Regions from separate parts of the Mus musculus genome. Here region 2 is linked to region 1. The links are chromatin contacts, called in public Micro-C maps. All regions are on one chromosome and are shown on one strand. The core of a region is the stretch at or near the end of the contact, and the rest is flanking DNA. Distances in the headings are between cores, read along the strand shown. Region 1 holds the start of Synj2bp (synaptojanin 2 binding protein). Region 2 holds the start of Map3k9 (mitogen-activated protein kinase kinase kinase 9).

The links. A called contact is a pair of places that touch in the nucleus more often than the background predicts.
Region 2: a contact with region 1 is called in a Micro-C map of embryonic stem cells, with 4 times the contacts expected there. The contact joins the promoter of Map3k9 here to the promoter of Synj2bp in region 1. A contact is called at or near these places in 16 of 39 promoter capture datasets (the 3T3-L1 cell line, 3T3-L1-derived adipocytes, cranial neural crest and 9 more), 1 of 15 datasets of contacts at CTCF or cohesin (embryonic stem cells), 17 of 484 Hi-C or Micro-C datasets (Sertoli cells, adipose-derived mesenchymal stem cells, cerebral cortex and 3 more), 10 of 115 datasets of contacts at active chromatin or transcription factors (the NIH/3T3 cell line, bone marrow-derived macrophages, embryonic stem cells and 1 more) and 3 of 9 other capture datasets (adipose tissue, embryonic stem cells and pancreatic islet).

The regions. Positions count from the first base shown.
Region 1 is chr12:81,531,014-81,535,209 of GRCm38.p6, reverse strand. Synj2bp (synaptojanin 2 binding protein) reads left to right here and starts at 2,299. Exons shown (of 4, transcript NM_025292.7): 1 at 2,299-2,494. The coding sequence starts at 2,431. Gm20498 (predicted gene 20498) reads left to right here and starts at 2,299. Exons shown (of 6, transcript NM_001309848.1): 1 at 2,299-2,494. The coding sequence starts at 2,431.
Region 2 is chr12:81,778,701-81,782,550 of GRCm38.p6, reverse strand. Map3k9 (mitogen-activated protein kinase kinase kinase 9) reads left to right here and starts at 1,381. Exons shown (of 11, transcript NM_001174107.1): 1 at 1,381-2,061. The coding sequence starts at 1,677. Gm46366 (a long non-coding RNA gene) reads left to right here. Exons shown (of 3, transcript XR_001780649.2): 3 at 2-531.

The DNA of each region.
Region 1 (4,196 bases), core at 1,050-3,549:
TCAGGCTGTAAAGTGAATAAAAGTAAAACAACAACAACAGCAGCAGCAGCAGCAGCAGCAGCAACAACAACAACAACCCTACAACTAAATCTAACCAAGGAAGTAGAAGGAAAACTTTAAATCTCTGAAGGAAGGAATTCAGGGAGCTACTAGAAAACAGAAAAACTATCCATACTCATGAATTGGTAGAATATTGTGAAAATGATAATTCTATCAAAGGCAATGTACAGATTCAGTGCAATCCCAGTCTCTCAAAGTCCACCCCCACAGTGACACACTTCTTATAACAAAGCCACACCTCATAATAGTGCCACTCCCTAGGCCAAGCATAAAACATCACAGATGAGGATTAGAAAACAAAGCACTCAAAAGATAGTAAGGGACAATAAAAAGCATGGCTATGTGTTCATTGCTTTTAAAGTAGTTATCTATGAGGTTTACGTGGAGTTTGAAGTCACTGTCTTACTAGTAGATGGTTGTGGAGGGGCACCTGACAGGTACAGTTGACAGAGTTGAGGTGTAGTTCTACAAATAAAGGAAGGTAGGACATGTTACACGTGGTTTAAGATTCTCAGGCAATTTCTAGAGAAAGGAATGAAGTTCCTGTCCACCTAGAGCCATACACATTGAGGTTTTAGGCTTAGGACATTGACAATTTTATATACATTATCTATGCAGGGAAGAAATATTAAGTCTATGTCAGCAGCCTTTACAGCAAATGCTGCTCAATGTGCTAGAATGCTTGCTCAGTTGGCAAGAGTTTTTTTTTTTTTTTAAATGGGTAATTTTTTCCTTCCTTCCTTCCTTCCTTCCTTCCTTCCTTCCTTCCTTCCTTCCTTCCTTCCTACCTTTTCTTTCTTAATATGTAAGTACACTGTAGCTGACTTCAGACACTCCAGAAAAGGGTATCAGATCTTGTTACAGATGGTTGTGAGCCACCATATGGTTGCTGGGATTTGAACTCATGACCTTTGGAAGAGCCGTCAGTGCTCTTACCTGCTGAGCTATCTCAGCAGCCCGGCAAGAGATTTTAATCAGACCTGGAGATGACAGGATCCTTCTCCCCTCATGCCTCAGGTTCCCTGCCTTCTTGTCCTGTCTCATTCCTATAGAATCCACCTCTGACTTGTTTTAATAAACCTGAGTTGCTGGCTTGGCTTTTAGCCATAACTTTGAATACCATAGTCTGATTATGCAGTCTTTGATTCTCTTAACACCACAGGAGTCCCTTGAGTCACCATACATATTTATGGTCACCTTCCTGGTCCTTAAGGCCTTTGTAGTTTTGATACCTGAAAGTTTCTTCACCTCTGTTTGGAATGTCCGATCTTAAAAGTCAAGATGGGCTGGAAAGTCACATCTTAAGTCTTGCAATCATTTTGTGAAAAGGACATTTCACCTCCTTTTGCTTGGAGGATTTTTCTTGAACAAGCCTATGATTATCTTTCCTCTGTATATGTGTACACATTTCTTAAGTTAGATAGGCCTATTATTAAATGCAAGCCAGGGATATATACATCTATTTAAAAGTTAAGTAAGAGTCTTGTCAGGTCTAAGTTAAGAAATCTTGTGCATAAGGCCCTGGAAAACAATGCTCTCAGATGTAAATATCAGGGAAATCCTCACTTCCTGTCATGTGTGTCAGCCCAGGTGCCTTGCTTTAAGCAGTGAACACTTGCTTGATGAGAGAGAGAGAGAGAGAGAGAGGGGGGGGAGGGGGAGGGGGAAGGGGAGGGGGAGGGAAAGGGAGTGGGGAGGAGGAGGAGGGGAGGGGGAGAAGGAGAGATGGGGGGAGGTTTCATTTTTTTATTTGGATACATTTTATTAACTAACACGGGGACTGCTAACGAAGGAACTTGAAGCAGTGTTACCAAGTTTTCTTACATGGGGCATCACATTGGATTTCATCTGTATTGCACAAAAGGTTACAATTTCCCACCCAAGTATGCAATCTCATTAGTACTTTGCCTATGATGCCTTTCATAGAGTGGTTTGAGGCTCATAAAAGATCTCTCTCACACACACACACACACACACACACACACACACACACACACACACACATTTGTAGATATTTTGAGATTTTTATTTAAAATGTCAAACGTATCAATGTAATTCTATCTCATACCATTATTACCCTCTCTCCTTCCCCATGCTCTTCCAGTGTAAGCGAGCATTATACCTCTCTTTGCTCATGGCTCCTCAGGATCGGCCTTGAGAACAGTGCGAGGTACCGGAAAACGCTGGTGGGCTCAGAGAACCACCACTCCCAGCATCCTCCACGTTCCCAGTGCCCGCGGTTTCCTTTTCCGGTCTGACCGCTGAGGAAACTGTAAAAGCTATGCTGGGGAGGCAGCGCGGAGCTTGATTCACCTTCACCTGCTCTGGCCACCCGCTGACCCGGGGTTTCCGGCCGGAGAGCAGTCAGATATGAACGGACGGGTGGATTATTTAGTCACGGAGGAAGAGATCAACCTGACGAGAGGACCTTCGGGTAGGCGCGGGACATGGAGGGAGTAATTGCTGCGTCCCTTGCTTTGGCGGAGCCGGGTTTACCTGGCTGGAGAGCAGGCAGGCCCCGACCGAGCGGCTTCCCAGAACGCTATCGGGCACGGAGCAAAGAGTCCATTGGCATCTTTTGTTAGCTAGATAACGGACCCAAGGACTCTGCCCCATAATCCAGTCGGATTACCACAGGCGTTTATGGCCAGGACGGGTTTCTTGCTGTTGGTGGCAATAGCCAAGACCAGGAAAAAGCCCGCTGTTTAGCCAGCGTGTGGGAGCCGCCGTATCCGTTATTCAGTTGCTTGCTCCATCCTTGTTTCTTCGCCGAGGGCCCGTTCAGGTAAAAACAGGAGCAGCGAACGGCGGTGTGTGTGTGTGTGTGTGTGTGTGTGTGTGTGTGTGTGTGTGTGTGTGTGTTTCTGAGTGTCTCACAGTTTCTCCGGTGCTAGGGTCCCTGCCTGCATTTTTGCGGAATCAATTTACCATATCAACTGGAATGCTAAAGCGGGCGGAGACCTTTTACAGAAGTTTTCAGACCTGGCCACACTTGACCACCATTACTTGGGCGTTTTCGTTTTTACTTTTTAGCAAAATATTGAAATGAAAATGTTGTTTTCTAGTCTCACCTTTAGAAATTTGGATTCAGTGTGGATCAAACAATTCTTGAAACAAACACTTCATGTGATTCTGACAGGAAAATTCCCATTTAGCGTTGCTGTGTGGTCTTCCTCATGGATGCTCATAGCTGGATTACTACATCGTGTCACTGCCTTCCTTAGGCTTTGCAGTTTTCTTTATGGCCTTAACATTTTAGGTTTAGGGTTCACCACTTAGAGCCAAGATTTTTTGTTTTTGTTTTTTGTTTTAAATCTAACATCTTACCAGTTTTTTGTTGTTGTTGCTTTTTTTTTTTTGGCTTGTTTTAATGTATTGGCAGAATAACTTAACTGATGGATTCTTGTAGTTTCTTTTCTGTAACATGGAGACAGTTATGAAATGAAGCGTTTCACATATAGTGTTAGGATGAAGCCACTTGCTCTCTGGAAAATATTTAGGACAATGTCTTGATATATGGTAAGCAGTGTGTATTTGTTACTGTTGTCATTAGTGAGTGAATGGCTAAACTGACTCCAGTAAGTTCTGTTAGATACTGTATTCCAAGAGTTGAATAAATCATTGGTTACTGTGAATTTCTATTCTGATGGCCACTACTTAGCATAGTCTGTTAACTTTCCTTATCTATAAGTTTGCAATAGCTTAATCACTGCTGACTATTCTGTGTAAAGCACAGCTTTCAGAACTAATCATATATTTTGTCTTCCTGTTATGAGAAAATTGGAAGTTGATCATATTTATGGGAATAACTCTCTGCTAATCTTTGTGGTTTATACAGAAGCTTTGCTCTGGGTAGTTCTTTGGGGGTGCTGAGGTAACTTGACAGAAGCTAGAGTTAATCTGGGAAGACCCTTAGTTGAGAAAAAACGCCCCCATCAGATTGCTTGTAGGCACTCCTGTTGGCCATTTCTTTTTTTAAAGATTTATTTATGGCCGGGCGTGGTGGCGCACGCCTTTAATCCCAGCACTCGGGAGGCAGAGGTAGGCGGATTTCTGAGTTCGAGGCCAGCCTGGTCTACAGAGTGAGTTCCAGGACAGCCAGGGCTACACAGAGAAACCCTGTCTTGAAAAACCAA
Region 2 (3,850 bases), core at 132-2,631, 250 kb before region 1:
GGCAGAGTGGCTTCTATCAAGAGAATCTATCCAGACTCACGCATGTATTTCCCAGTTTACTGACCCTCCCAGGAATTGAACATGTTAGACCCTCCTATAAACTTGACTGCGTTAGGGGATTTACTTCCGGATCTCCGTCCCCAGGACTGTCTGGATGCTCCTTGAACAGTACCATCTCATCCCTTTCCCAAGACCTTAAATGTGCACAGTGTCTCCCTTTACAATGTAGTCACAGCCCCTTGCAAATCACTGGATGTCCAAAACTAAAACACAGGAGGCTTTTCCCTCCACGGTCTTCACTTCAAGGATAAACAGATGGCACCTGCCCAAGGTCATGTAGCTGCCTCGCTATTTTTTCAAATTGCTCCAGTTTGCCTAATATTAAACTTCAAATTAAAATGAAACAAAAATGGTCTGGTGGGGCACATTGGCACACGCCTGTAATCCCAAGACTTGGGCAGTTGAGGCAGCGAGATAATGAGAGGCCAGTATGGCCTACCCAGTAAGATCTTGCTTCAAAACCACAAATGAGCAAATAAACAATGAAGTACTGACTCTTGTTACACAAATCACATCAATGCCTGTCTTGGAAATACAGTTTGGTAGTTACCATGGCTGAAATATGGAAGCCATTGCTATGACAGGCTTAAAAACATGTAAAAGAGGTTAAGGTCCTTGGGGGTGGTGGCGGCAGGTAACAAAAAGACATAGCATAGGTCAGCCCTTGCCCAAGAATGGCAGGCAGCACCCGCCTTTACTCCTTTAGTCTTTGGAAACTGGGTATCCAGTCACCAGGGTCCTAGATATAGCCAGTTTCACAAGGCAAGCGCAAACTAGCTGGTTCCGCATGACTTCCCGAGCCTGCGGAAGCCCCACTAGGAGACCTCCCCTTTCGGAATTCTAATAACAATGGCCAGGAACTTCTTCTTACAAAGATGAACACAGTCTTCATTAAGGCCAGCAGAGCAATCGAAAGAGTTCTTCCATCGCTAGCCATAAGGTTCCGGGGTGTGAGTGTGTGCGTAGCGGCGACAGTGGACGTAAGCTGGTCCCCGTGGCCAAATAGGGGAACAGCAGATCCATCTGAACCGGGAATTGGCGCAGCCCGTAGGACCAAACGGCGCGGACAAAAGACAGAGGGCTCCGCAGCCCGCTCGGACTGTCCGAACGCACGCTGGGTCTCACCTTCGGGAGCCACCCAATGAGGTCTCAGCCACCCTCAGGAGACGGACAGCCGCGGCGGGCCAATGGGAGGATGGGTTGGCTGTGGAGGCGGGCCCATCCTGGAGGCCCCGCCCCCGGGTCCGCAGGGCTGGGGCGGAGCCAGGCTCGCGTCAGGTGGTCCCGGGCGTGCGGGAGGCGGGGCGCACGGGGCGGGGAGGGGAGGGAGCGGCCAGCGGGCGGCGGGCACGGGCGGCACGAGCAGGTGGGAGCCGCCGAGGGGCGAGGCCGCCCGCGGGGGCGCCAGGCGGCCGGGACTGCGCCGCGCCCCTGTCCGCGGTGCGCGCTCGCGGTGCGCACCGGGCGTCCTCGACTCTCGCGCGCCCAGCCTGCTCGGGCCCTACCTGCGGCGGCCGTCGGGGGCGCGGAGCCCCCAGCGCTGCCGAGCCGCATGAACAATAGGCGGCGGCGGCTCCCGCGGGCGGCCGCCCCGCACCCTATGGACCAGCCGCTCCATGGAGTCCTCCAGATCGCTTCTCGGCTGCCTGGCGAGTGCCACTGCCGCCCCGCCGGGGGACGATGCCACGGGCGCTGGGGCCGAAGAGGAGGAGGACGAGGAGGAGGCGGCGGCCGAGCTGGGATCTCACGCCGCGCTGCCCTACTGGACGGCTGTGTTCGAGTACGAGGCGGCGGGCGAGGACGAGCTGACCCTGCGGCTGGGCGATGTGGTAGAGGTGCTGTCCAAGGACTCGCAGGTGTCCGGCGATGAGGGCTGGTGGACCGGACAGCTGAACCAGCGGGTGGGCATCTTCCCCAGCAACTACGTGACCCCGCGTAGCGCCTTCTCCAGCCGCTGCCAGCCGGGCGCCGAGGACCCCAGCTGCTACCCGCCCATTCAGCGTAAGAAGGCGGGCACCGGTGCCCGGTGGGGACGGGGGGCTGAGGCCTAAGGATGGGCGAAGAGCAGTCCCGAGTGGGGAGCGACTGGCCCGGGCATGGGTGGGCACTTTGGCTGCAGGGGCTTTAGCTGGTGCTACCCAGAAGCTCCAGAGTCGCAGGCCCTGCCTGGAACACCGGGCTTCTTCACCGTCATCTGACTCGCTCAAGTAGCAACTCTTGAAACCCTAGCAGGAGTCTCCTTACGTCCCAACCCCTTACCCCCCCCCGCCCCCCCCGCCCCTTGTGCCCCTCCAGATCTGGAAGGGTTTTGGAGAGCAGGTGGTTACTGTCACCAGTAACCTTAGTTCCCTAATCAAGGACCCGGCGGACCTTTTCTGTTTCTTGTCTCCGCCTCTTAAAGGTATTTGTCTAGAGAGGAGTGGAGGTGCCTCCCGCCTGCCTGGGCAGGTTCACAAGTCCCGGAAGCGTGTGTGAACTCAGGAGTCAGGTGCCTTTGAAATCTCGTGTTGGTTTCTTGGGTTCTCGTACTGTATTTCAAAGTTGTACCCTGAGGAATCTTGCCGAATATTATGTTAGGAAAGGTGTGTACAAGGGGAGGGGGCAAAGTTATGAGTGGAGAAATAATTAGAGGGAGAAAGTATGTCTGTCCCTCGTGGGAGTTCAGGATCAGCAGGTACAGTGGCTAAGTCCTTGTCCCATACAGCCATACTGTTCACACAACACATTTTTTTTTTCCACCCTAGATCCTTGCCTATATTTGGCATTGGCCAAATCTCAGGGGCCAGGACCAGGGTTCCCTCCCAGGGCCTTTCTCCCTGTGTCCTGGTTTTCACCAATTTCCCAGGAACCGTTCCATGTTCCTAGCAAAACCCACCCACTCTCTCTCTCTCTCTCTCTCTCTCTCTCTCTCTTTCTTTCTTTCTTCCTTTCTTTCTCTTTCTTTCTTTCGAGTTAAATTGCCATTGTAATTTCTTAATCACTTGTATATTCTTGATTGGTTTAGAAGATGGCAGTCTCTCTAAGTGCAGTTTATAGCGTTTAAGAATTTCCATAATTCCAGTTAGAAGGCATTCTTACATATATGGTAGCAGTTTGTTCCTTGTCTTATGTACTTGATTTAAAAAAGAGAAGCCATTACAAAGGGCTAACTTTGAGTGTTTAGTTTTAAATTTTCATCTATGATAGTTATCTGTTACTTATTTTTACATGAACAATTATTTTAATGAATAATTACATTACTTTAAGATGATTTTGAAATAGAATGGCAGCTTCTTGTTTTCTTCTTTTCCCTTTGGCCTTTTGACTGTCAAGCGATTCAGGTCTTTAGTTTTCCTTAGACATATCCCCTTTCATTCAGTTTCTTGTTTATACATTTTGATGTTTATAATGCCCAAAAATGGCAGGCAAGTTGTTTTAGATTGCTTTTGAGTGCTACAGATTTTTGGCAATGCTGGTAAGACAGAGACCAATGAAGGGGCCCAACATGGTGTTTGGAATTAGTGCTGGAGATGAGCTTGACCATATGTTGAAAGACATGAATAATCTGATATATTAGGAAACACAGTGTGTTGGTTTGTTTAGTTTTGGTTTTCTGAGACAGAGTTTCTCTGCCTAGTACTGGCTGTCCTGGAACTCGCTCTGTAGACCATGCTGGCCTCAAACTCAGAGATGTACCTCCTTCTCTGCCTTCTGAGCGCTGGGATTAAAGGCGTGCACCACTACCTGGCTACAGCATCCTCCAGCTGAGAGTGGGTGGAGTTCAGTGATGCTGTTTTAGGGACAGCTAACA